Regions from separate parts of the Mus musculus genome. Here region 1 is linked to region 2. The links are chromatin contacts, called in public HiCAR-type maps. All regions are on one chromosome and are shown on one strand. Each heading gives the region's core, a stretch centred on a gene start, on an enhancer-like site or on the middle of the called end of the contact. The rest is flanking DNA. Distances are from core to core; before and after follow the strand shown. Region 1 overlaps Gm13986 (predicted gene 13986). Region 2 overlaps Gm32210 (a long non-coding RNA gene).

What was found. HiCAR-type assays count read pairs that join an accessible place to other places.
Region 1: a HiCAR-type map of astrocytes shows a contact between it and region 2, with 4 times the contacts expected there. The contact joins two enhancer-like sites. A contact is called at or near these places in 2 of 484 Hi-C or Micro-C datasets (bone marrow-derived macrophages and ventricular fibroblasts) and 1 of 115 datasets of contacts at active chromatin or transcription factors (astrocytes).

The regions. Positions count from the first base shown.
Region 1 is chr2:118,049,094-118,051,801 of GRCm38.p6, forward strand. The region is part of intron 4 of Gm13986 (predicted gene 13986); the gene reads right to left. Among named protein-coding and RNA genes, the nearest start is that of Gm25308, 28 kb to the right of the region's middle. Within about 2 kb of position 1,353, at least 10 of the 459 cell types and tissues checked have an H3K27ac peak or open chromatin away from gene starts, as enhancers often do.
Region 2 is chr2:117,709,152-117,711,851 of GRCm38.p6, forward strand. It overlaps Gm32210 (a long non-coding RNA gene), which reads left to right. Exons shown (of 3, transcript XR_374901.1): 2 at 1,497-1,610. Among named protein-coding and RNA genes, the nearest start is that of Gm32210, 5.6 kb to the left of the region's middle. Within about 2 kb of position 1,275, at least 34 of the 459 cell types and tissues checked have an H3K27ac peak or open chromatin away from gene starts, as enhancers often do.

The DNA of each region.
Region 1 (2,708 bases), core at 103-2,602, 340 kb after region 2:
ACAAACAAACAAAAATGTTAAGTAGCCGCTCCACCATGCCAACTCACTTTTTACTAACCTCATAAGGTTTCTTTTTTTTCTTCTGAAACCACTTACCATTATTTTCCCACTTGTGAACTTCCATGTTGCCTAACAGGCCCTTATTCAAAACCATCTGCAGCTTGGCCTTTCTATGCCTAGGCTGTGTTCCTTCTACCACATCCTCTCCAGGGACCTCTATTCTAATCAATCTACTTCTCATGTCAGTGTCCCTGTTCAAACTGTCCTCCATCTCACAAAACACAGGCCTCATTCATGACATGATTCCTTTGACCAACTCTTAGGCAGATAGTCACTGCTTTATAAGGCCCATGCCACACATGGCAAAATCACAAGAACCAGACAGGCCTATGGTGTTTTGTTTTTTTGTTTTTGTTTTATTTTGGTTTTGCCCTTGTGGAGTTACTGTCTAAGGTTACAACAGTTAGCTAACCTCCTAAGAAAAGGTGAGTTCCTTCTCTCAAACCTTATAATTTTAAAATCCTAAGTAGAGAGAATATTTATTTAAAGTAAACCTTGGCGGGGGCTATGGACAGTACTCATAGTCCTAGCACCCCAGAGGCAGAGGCAGAGGCAGAGGCAGAAGGACCCCTTCAGGTTCAAGGCCAACATGAGCTACATAGTAAGTTCAAGGCCAGCCAAGGTTACAGAGTGAGAGCTTGTCACACACACACACACACAAACACACAGAGACACACAGCACCATTCCTTTTTTTAAAGTTTGTAAATTGAATGAATATTTTTCTAATTGTTTTAGAAATAGATTTCCAAATATAAATGCATAAAAGAAAGGATTTCAAATCCAAAGCCTCATCACAGCCTTCTAGGAGTCTTTATAACATATTTATCCATCTCAGGATCCCACGTCTCACAGTCCAGGACCCTTGGCACTCCCCTTGCTCTGCTCTTCTATTTTTGCATGTGGTTGTTTCTGCCCTCCAAACAGTCAGACTCTTAATAGAAGCACACAACTTTGCTTTGGGTTCCCTCTGTGGGCCTTGCAACAGTGAGCAGCAGCTAAGCCTCCCACGGGTGCCAGAACAGATAAAAGGGTGCCCAGACTCAAGTGTTCACACTCACAGATGTCTGTATACCTTAAGCCCCCCGTAATCCAAGCAGGCTTAAGCTTCAATATCCATTCACAACTGGAGGAAAATGTGACCCTTGACGGCGGTCTTCCCAGTATTTTGTATTCATGGTCAAAAGAGGGGTGAGCAACACAAAACAGAAGAGGAGTGTTAACCAACATGTGAACTCCACTAGATAGAGTCATTCATTTCTACCTCTAAGTAATGTTTCATCATTTGGACCTCAAATGAACCTGTCACCAGACATCATGGGAGCTTTTAGAGCCAAATCCCCAGAAGCTTTCTGCATGACTCTGTTTCTGACAACTATTTTTAGTATAATAACACCGCCTCTGCTTCTGTGACATTTCCCAGAACAATCGTAAATCTGAGATCAGACAGAAGGGAATTTTATTTGGATTTAAACTTGGGCAATGAGAGGGTCAAGATTAGCCATATTTTGGATATGGAAGTCCCATGGTCAAAGCTCAGGTGATTTCCAAGGAGCCAAGTGAACAGCTGACCTAGAAAAGTAAATTGGGGCAAAAAATAATAATAATAAAGAATAAAAGATAGTGCAGGAGAAACAGCCGAATGAAAGAAACACTTGCCTTGCAAACACAAAGACCTGAGTTCAATCCCCAGAACCCATCTAAGAAAAAGCCAGGCCTCATGTCACATGGTTGCCATCCCAGCACTGGGGAAGCAGAAACGGGCAGATCCCCAAGGTTCTCTGGTAGCCACCCTAGCCTACTTGGCAAGATCCATCCAGGGAGATACCCTGTCGCAAAATGAAGTGATGGCAGACACTTAATAGAATTTGCACATTTTTAGTGAATTAGCAAATACACAATATAGTTACCTGTAGAAAGCTTGGATACCATTTTGACTACCTGTAATTATTGAGTCTTTCTGCACCAATAAAAAGATTGTGCTTGTGCATGTGCAAGTGAGTGTGTGTGTGTGTGTGTGTGTGTGTGTGTGTGTTGTGCACACACACACACAGAAGTTGACATCAACTGTGGTCTTCTATCACACTCTGTCTTGTTCTTTAAGGCAGAATCTCCCAATGAGCCTGAGGCTTGCCAGTCTGGCTGGACTGATTGACCAGGAATCTCTAGGGATCTTCTTGTCTTTGCCTTCCCAGTGCTGGAACAGCGGGGACATCTAGGTTATGGTTTTTTTTAATGTGGCTCTTAGGGGATCAAATTCATGTCCTCACCCTTGTGCAGCAAATGCTTTGACAACTGACATCTCTCCCAGCTCCTTGAATGTTTTTAAAAAGGAGTATCAACTCTCTGCTGGAGAATTATGACTATACTCTGTGCTTTTGCATCACAGTGATGGCTACTCCGACACTGCAGCTTTAATAACTGTAAAAACACACGTTAAATTTAACAAAGTTCATCTAAGGAATCAGAAATGTTCTAGAATCCTAAGCCCAGGCAGCACTCTAAAGAGATGGTAGTTCAGAATGCCCCTTCTTATAATGACTGTGGGCTGAATTTATGGCCAGAAACTAAGAAATAAGAAAATCAGACATACAGAGGTTTACCCAATTGGTACAATTGGCACTTGCCTTATTTGGGCATCTTTAAGCCT
Region 2 (2,700 bases), core at 25-2,524:
TTTTTTCTTGCTGGACGAGGTGAGCGCAACAGGGTCTGACTCTTTTCCAGAGTTCTTATCTCTGTCAGAAGTCTTGCCTCTTCTCTTCTTCTTTGCTATAGGCTAGTTAGCTTTTTATTAAACCAATCGGAAGGTGATGGAAAAGATGTTCTCAAAACATTTGAGACAGGTGATACTTAACATAACCAAAGCTCATTCTGCATTCAGCTCTCCGCTTCACAGAACTCAGTGTTTGAATAATACGAAGACACTACCCAAGAATACTATCCCAATAAACAAATTAATAAAGAAACTCTAGCTAGCACTCTATACCTGGATGTGTGATTACAAAAGAAAAGACCGTGAATAACAAGCAATAGTGGTGATGTGAAGAAATGGTAATTTTTATTCACTTCTGTTTGAAATATAAAATGATCCCGCTGCTTTAGAATGCAGTCTATTAAGATCTCTGAAAGAGTAAGCACTAAGAGACCTTACCAACTAGCAATTCCACTCCTGGGTGTAAAGCCAAGAAAGGTGAGAACACACATCCTTATAGTCTCATACAGTGTGCGATATCCAAAAGATGGGAACAGACCAAGAATCTATCCACTCCTGAACATTTCAGCAAAGCACAGTAGGCCCATACACTAGAATTGTTCTGCCATAAAACTAATGAAATATTGTTCCATGATACGGTATAAATACACCTCAAAAGCCTCACACATGCTAGTCAAAAGGGCAAGTCACAAAAGGCAAATTGCTGGGAGATCCCATTTCATCAGTTATAAGATAAAGGGCTCCATAACAGCACAAAGTAAATTATGGTTTACAGAAGTTGAAAGAGTTCTAAAAAAATTGAATGTGTCAGTAAAAAGGGATTGGGTTTTCCAAGGTGATGAAAATGTTCAAAACTTAATTGTGGTGATGGTTGATCAGCTCCACAAATGCACTCAAAAATGAGTGAGCAAAATGCACAATGGGTGAGTTGTACCTCAAAGAAGCTGTTGTCCATTTGAGAAGACTATTTTGGGAAACTTGGAAGTGAAGGTTTTGAAAGGCCTGCTGTCACAGGGCTGTTAGACCTATGATTAACCAGAGACATCAGTTGGCTTAGTCCTCATATCGGGAAGCAGGCATCAGAGTGAGGGATGAGGTAAGAGGCTCTCTGTGGCTTGGTGGATACCACTCCCACCAGAGAAGGAGGGAGGAAGGAGCCCTAACCAGATCAGACAGAGCCATTCCAGGACCTCCTTCCATGCCCCACTCTCTGGCGTCAGTGGCGTAGTCTGCCACCTAAGGCAAGCGGATATGAGTGGGTTCATCCAAGAAAACACTCAAAAGCTTGCCTAGACAGAGTATGAGCTCAGAAACTTCTCTTTTACCTCAGAGGCTTAAAATTTTTGATTCATTTGGTAACAGTTTATCTTTGATGACGGACCAATGCATGACTCAGTTTTGTGGCGTTTAGCACCTCCATGCTGGGAACTAACTCAAATGCTTTTTACTTATCCCAGAGACAGCCCTGGACTTCAGCCCAAGCTTCCTGCTCCCTCCTGGCTCCCACAATAGGGATTTTTTTGTATGTCCATCTCTCAGGAGACCTAATGGAGAGGCTGTTGTGTTACTGGGTATGTAAAGTTCCAGTCCTTTGATGTTTCCTCTGTCGTTTCTAATCTGAACTACAGATATTAACTGACAGCTTTAGCTAGGGCTTTCAAGAACAGAAAACAAGCTGATAAAGATGAATGTTCTGATTTATATTCAAACTTCACTTTACTAAAATCAAAGCGAGAGCACTGGGTATTTTTAAACAGGGGCTCCCCGGGTATGTGGTAGGCGCTGCTTAGCATCTGATCCTCAGGGTAGGTCCAGAGCCTTAGCCAGTATTTGTCCTGCTTCAGGGACATTATGGCCATACTCATTTGGCATCAATTAAATTGTTCAGACTTGCTGTCACCATTTGTTTAACTTTAGGCCACTGGTATTCACAAGGAATCTCTGAGTTTTCCCATGTGTGGATTATACACATTTTACTAGGTTCTTCGCATGGTGGCTCTTGCTGAGGTTGGCCCATGATCTCCTACCTCATATGGTTAAGACCTAAATGAAGCACCAACAGAGGCCTGCACTCCCCTCAGTCATGGATCCTGTAGGTGTTCAAAACCCCATAGCAGCACTTGGTGAAGACCAGAGTGCTGCAGTGGGGTCACCATTCCCTCTCACAACCTCTCTGGTATCTTCGTGCAAGCTGCCTTGTAGACGCTACAGCCTAAATCATCTAAAAAGCAATCCCAACAAATCAATCCTTGATCAAAAGACATCAGGACCCTTTATGCTCATTCTGTAGGCTAAGCCAGAATCTATTCATCCCCTACTCAAATGTACTCAGTGATGATCAAAACAAGGGAGCCTTGAGCATAAAAAGCCACATGTTTTAATGATCCATTCATAAAAAAAAACCCTCTCATGTTCTAGTGATCTATTCACAAAGGGAAATTACTACCAAGTACTTCCTCCCATCCCCCTCTTTTTCTTCAAGGAAAGGCTAGCTGTGAGGATCCAAGAGAAGTGACAGTACTGTCTTCTTTTCCCCTTGATCCCAGGTTAGGTTCTTCCTCTGCCTTCCCTTTCTGTACTGACTGCACCCTCTGTTATAACTTTGCTTGAATGTCTTTGGTGTGTCCTCATCAGAGCCCTAACTATAGCAACAAATGCCTT